2 separate regions of the Gossypium raimondii genome follow, and region 2 is linked to region 1. A link is a contact called in public Hi-C data. All regions are on one chromosome and are shown on one strand. The core of a region is the stretch at or near the end of the contact, and the rest is flanking DNA. Distances in the headings are between cores, read along the strand shown. Region 1 holds the start of LOC105787984 (growth-regulating factor 4). Region 2 holds the start of LOC105787985 (origin of replication complex subunit 3).

The links. A called contact is a pair of places that touch in the nucleus more often than the background predicts.
Region 2: a contact with region 1 is called in a Hi-C map of leaf, with 3 times the contacts expected there. The contact joins the promoter of LOC105787985 here to the promoter of LOC105787984 in region 1. A contact is called at or near these places in 2 of 2 Hi-C or Micro-C datasets (both in leaf).

Annotation. Positions count from the first base shown.
Region 1 is chr2:9,572,073-9,575,065 of ASM2569854v1, forward strand. It overlaps LOC105787984 (growth-regulating factor 4), which reads left to right and starts at 1,497. Exons shown (of 3, transcript XM_052625708.1): 1 at 1,497-2,129. The coding sequence starts at 1,889.
Region 2 is chr2:9,722,990-9,725,982 of ASM2569854v1, forward strand. It overlaps LOC105787985 (origin of replication complex subunit 3), which reads left to right and starts at 1,619. Exons shown (of 18, transcript XM_052625715.1): 1 at 1,619-1,786; 2 at 2,032-2,232; 3 at 2,306-2,480; 4 at 2,641-2,810; 5 at 2,908-2,993. The coding sequence starts at 1,715.

The sequences.
Region 1 (2,993 bases), core at 247-2,746:
CATGTATATGCCACGTCAGCAAAGTAAACGAACATTAACTTTTCCATCAATTTTGGAGTGATTTGACAAAAATACAAACTCAAGAGTTAAAAGAGACAAAAAATTACATGGAGGGATTAAATAACTTTTTTGTAAAGTTGTAGGGCTAAAAAACTCATTATGCCAATTAAAATTAAAGTAAACTACATCCAATGTCAGTAAACTATTAATAAGTTGATGTTTTGGTCACTTAACTTCAGTAAGTTACAAAAAGATCATTGGATATTTAGAATTTTTATTTAATTTACTGAACTATTCAAAAGTTTTTATTTAAGTCTTTAGGTTGTTAATTTTTTTTAAAGTCTCTAAACTATTAAAAAGTTTGGCTAGTGAGCTCTAATTGACAATTCGATGATTGGTAAGGTGGATCAATATTCATTGATAAGTAGAAAAACATATTTTAAATCTAAGTTGATTCGATGTCAATTTCGAAAATAAAAGAAGATAAATTTATGGATCTTAGTTTGTAGAATCACGACGTTGAAAATTGTTTCATGAAAAAAATAAACTATAGAAAAGAAGGGAAATGAGAACTTTCAATTGGTGTAAATAATGTGAATAGAAAAGACCATACAATATCAATTTTAATAGTATAATAATTTAAATAAAATTATATAATAATTTATTGATAATTTTATTATTTTTAAAGTTGAATGATGAAATTAATCTTATAAAATATATTAACACCGGTTTACTTTTTACACATTTAAAACTATAGTGGGTCCTATCCTATTAAAAACCCACGTCCGGACGCTAGAAAGATCTCGGTGTTTTATTAAGGTTTTACAGAATTATAAAGCTAAAAAAACAAAAACAAAAAAAACTACTCCTGAAGAGTAAAAGAAATATATATATATATATATATATATATATCTATACATGTATAAATAAAAACTAATTTTTATATAGCGTGTAAATTTTTTAGATTTCATATGCACCTAAATAAGTTAACACTTATTTTTATTTTATCTGTACATATATTTTTAATTTTACAAGTAAAACTTAAAAATCAAATATATCTTAAATTATATATTATTTGTTACTAAATAATAGTTTTCTTAGATATTTAAAAATGATCTACAAAAATGTGACAGTTAATTTATCAAATAATAATTTTGCAATGTTAAATGGTTCTTTCTCTTTATCCACATTTGACTGGTTACCGAAAGCTGTCTCACACATCACTTCATCTTAAGACAACACAACCTCTTCCCAACAACAACAAACAACATCTATGGTTCAGACACCCCTTGTCCTTTTTTAGGAACTCTCCCCCTTTATTACCATTAATTTATCCAATCAAATTAAACTAATTAACCCACACTTAGCTAATTAAATTCAAGTATTTATTAGTCTAACCATTGACTCAATTAAGCCATAATTAACCCTAACATCATTGTTACGAGAAAAAGGGCTTTTGTCTTCCCCATTAAAGATGGGACTAAACTTATATTCAAAAAAAAAAAGAAAAAAGAAAAAACGAAAAAAAGATGGGACTAAACTTGGGCTTTGGGGATTCCTTCCCAGGCACTCCCTTCCCTTTTCTCCTTAACACATAACAAAGCAAAGCAAATCAGATATATATGTTAGATAGAGACTTTGTGACATAGTAATAGAAGGAACAAGAAATATGTTGGAAGATAGAGGTTCTTGTTGATCTATGTCCCCAAGTTTTTCTACTTCCTAGTCCTAAAAACATGTTACAGTTTGTGGGTTTAAAAGGCTTTTGAAGTTACAACAAGTGGGTTACCTTCTAGGAATAAAGAAGGAAAAAGTGAGCATAGCGAGTTCTTTTTTTCTCTTACTATTGATATATTTATAAATACAAGTTTCTTGGGTAGCGTTGGAGATGAATAGTGGCGGTGGAGGTGGCGGTGGTGGCGTTGGGGGAGGAGGGGCTGGGAGTGGTGGTGGGGGGATGATGGCAATAAGGACATCACCATTTACAGTGTCACAATGGCAAGAACTGGAACATCAAGCTTTGATCTTTAAGTATATGATGGCAGGTTTGCCTGTGCCACCTGATCTTGTGCTCCCTATTCAGAAGAGCTTTGAGTCCATTTCTCATAGGTTCTTTCACCACCCAACCAGTAAGCCCAACATGATTTTCTTTCATCTTTTATTTTTATTTTTTATCTCCCCTTCTCTTTTATCTCCCCTTTTTTTTATTATTCTTTTCTAAACCTTTGATGTTGTGAATTTTTTTTTGTCCTCTGGGTGTGTTTGTTTTGATTTGAGGAATCTTGTTCAGTATGCTGGTGTTTTCTTGTAAAAAAAACGGATCTTTTTTTTTTCTATATTGATCTCTTTATTTTGAAAACCATAATCAATTTTTTTTTTTCTGATTTGAACCATAACCAGATTTTTAATAAAATTGGGGTTGAAATTGCTTCATACTTTTTTTTACGACTAAAAAATAAATAAATAAAAAGAGTGCTCATTTGCAAGAGATGGTTTCCCCCTTTTTAATGGGTTTTAAGATAAAAGATTTTGATATGGTTGGTTGAGTGGATATTTAATTTTTCAATGATGCTTTTTACTTCCAGTGGGATAGGTTGGGAAACATTCCTTAAATTAATGGACTTTGAAGAGCTGTTGGGTTTTGGGGATAATCTCTTTACTTGCTCATTAAAATCACATTTCTAGGACAAAGATTAGTCGTTTTCGCTTTTGTCCTCAATTTTCTTACATACAAGTTTTAAAAGAAAAAAAAAAAAAACACTTGGTTCTATGTTTCAGTTGCTTTCCTTTCTTTATTGTTTTTGTGTGTTAAGTTGGTTTCTTCTGGTGATATTACCTTTCGTCATGGATTGTCTTTAAATTTCTGTTACTTTTATAGTAGTTTATCTCAAAAGATTCTTCTAAGGTGATGCCAAATCCTTTTCTTCTGTATTTCTTTATTCATCCATGTGATATTGCTGATGTCTTAATCATCAAGTGTTATATCACTTTTT
Region 2 (2,993 bases), core at 369-2,868, 150 kb after region 1:
GAGTTGAACCGTTACCCTAGTTTACAAAAACCAAGCGTTTAATAAAAAACCAGAAGAAACCCAAAAACTTAACAATGGAGAAATCTATGGCGATTTTGGGTGTTTTTCTTGGAACTTTATGGAGGTTTATGGCTTGAGTGATGATAGAAATTAAAGGATTAGAGTTTGGAAGATCAAAATAGGCGATTGAGGTTGGGGGTCTCAAAGGGATGGCACAACAAAAAGGAAGAGAATGTTTCTTTTCTTTTCTTTTATTCACGTCAAAACTAGGGTGAAAAGAGGGAAATATGGGTTGATTTTAAATTTTGGTTTATTTGCCTCTTACAAGCTCAAAATTTAGACCTTTTTACAAATCAGTCCACTTTCCAAAGTAAAGGTCCTTTTAACATCTTTTTCAAAATCTGATTTAATTTTCTAAAAGCTATAGTCAAAAATATTTTCGATTACCATGCTTACAAAATTCTCGAGAACACTAAAACTAATATTCGAATATAACCCTAAAACTCCTAAGCCCAATTTTGGGGTGTTACAGTAAAACTTGTAGAAGAATTGGTTCTCCTAAGGGAAGGAAATATCTTTTTGTTTTTGAATTTCTTATAAGGGTTCTACTATCAAAATTTCTAAATTACTAAAATTGCCTACAAGGATACATTTTCCTAAACGTGCCTAACTCATGGCTACTTGGATTGTGTATCAATACTTAACAAAAATAATAATATTTTAATAAAGATAGTTAAACTAGAACTCGAAAATATTGAAAACAAATTTGAAGATCTCCAAAACTTATAGTTATATGTTCCTCCTTGGCTTTGATGCCAAACGAGTCTCGAGGATTTGAGGATGGATGGAAGTAAAGTTTCACTAAAAATAAAAATTTTCAACATTTAATATTTTGAATGTGTTTGATAATCATTTTAATTTTTTACTTAATATAAAATTTTCAATAAAAAAAAGTGAGCAATAAGATAAGTAGGTAGGTTGCTACTTATCACTTAATGGAGAAAATATTAAGTTGATTTTATTTTATTAAAAATTAAAATAAATTATCTTTTTTTTAAAATGAGATATTCAAATTACCATATGTATCTTTTATCCAAAACTCTCCAAAATAAAATAAAATAAAATATTATATTAATAAGATTAAATTTAAAAAATGAATAATCTTTTAAAATCAATCCTTCCTTTTACTAAACAACATAATTATATTCAATAATTATATTTAGTAATTTATCAAACAATTTTCTAATATAAATTCAACACTTATAAAATTTAGCAATAAAAATTCAGTACTTAATTTTTCAGTACTTAAATTTTAGTTTATCAAACACACCTTTAGTTAATATTTTAATTTTTTATAGATATATTTGTAATTTTTATAAAATAATTCTTTTTACAAATTCATAATTTAATTTGTTTTATGTGGGCCTTGCAAGAATGAAAATGATAATACAAAAAGAAGTGGATGGCCCGTTTGAATTTGGATATTGAAGAGACTGACTAAGATCTAGAAATACGGCTCAGCCCACTCAAAATCAAGAGAAATATTTTTGTTTGACATTTATACCCCTGAGGCGTTTCCCGCCAAAACTGAAAGGAAAGAACCCCTGGACTGGAAACTGGAATGTAGAAACTGGCTCACAAAAAATACCCATAAACCCTAAAAACGGCATAAAAATTCCTCTAAAATCTATCAAAACGATCGAAATCAAAATCAATGGCTCCTTCGTTAAATGACGATTCGCCTCCTTCAACCATTGACGAAGCCTTCACCGAAAATAATCTCCAGGTTCCTTTCCCTGTGATTGTTTTTTTTTTAAATAAAAAAATGTTTTTGTTTCATTTCCAAAAAAAATTAATCACACTTTATACGTTTTTCTGCTTGGTTCTCAGAAAAATTCTTCGTTGTAAATTTATTTTAAAAAAATGCATGTCATATGGTTCATGGTTAAAGTACTTATTTAGTTAACTTTGAAGATGTTGAGGTTTTGAATAGATTTTTATTCATTATATTTCCCCAAAAAAACATGGCAGCCGTTTGTTGTTCTTCAAAAAGGATCATCTCGGAAATCAGATAGAAAATCATCAGGAACTGGAAGAACAAGGAGAACCGATTTGTCTTCAGCATCACCAAAGAATTCTGCGAATATCGAAGACGAAAAGGAAGATGAAAACATGAACTTGAGAATGGAAGCCTTTGAATTTGTTTGGTCAAAAATTGAATCAACCATTAAAGTAGGTAAAAATCCTAGTTTATTTATTCCTTACGCTTTTACTTTTCCCTTTTAAAAATTGTATAGCTTTGCAGGATGTTTTGAGAGATATTAATATGAACGTGTTTAGCGAGATACAAACTTGGGTGCATCAATCTTTTGACACAATCAGATCACTTGGGACTCCCGAGTTTCCTGAAGCTACTCAATCATTCCCTATTATAACTGATGCTAATTCTAAAAGGCTATTTACTGGGCTTGTTCTTACCAGTAAGTTTTATGCTTCCTACTTTAGTTTAATGTTTGGTTGGAGTTGTTGCCCTTACCTTGTTTAACTGAAATTCTTTGGTCTATCTCGTTGGGTGCATGATGCATGCTATAAATATATCGTTTACAAAAGCTATTCTTTATGGTGTATGATGGTTGACAGAGAATATGGAGTTTGTTGATGATCTACTGACTTTTGAAGAACTTGGGAAACACTTGAAATATCAAGGATGCCATGTTGCTAACCTTTCCTCACTTGACTTTACTGCCAAAAATGGGGTTGGTGGTTGCCTAAGAAGTTTATTAAGACAGTTTTTAATGTCTTCTTTGGATGTAAGTACTGGTAACAGCTCTCTTTGACTGTTGAACGATAATTTACTTGCAGTTTGTAACTTGAGCTTGTTCCTTATTTCCCTTTTTGTTTGAGCAGCCAGCTGACATATCAATCTTAGCATCATGGTACAGAGAAGAAAACTGCAATAATCCAGTGGTTGTGATTATTGATGACATCGAGCG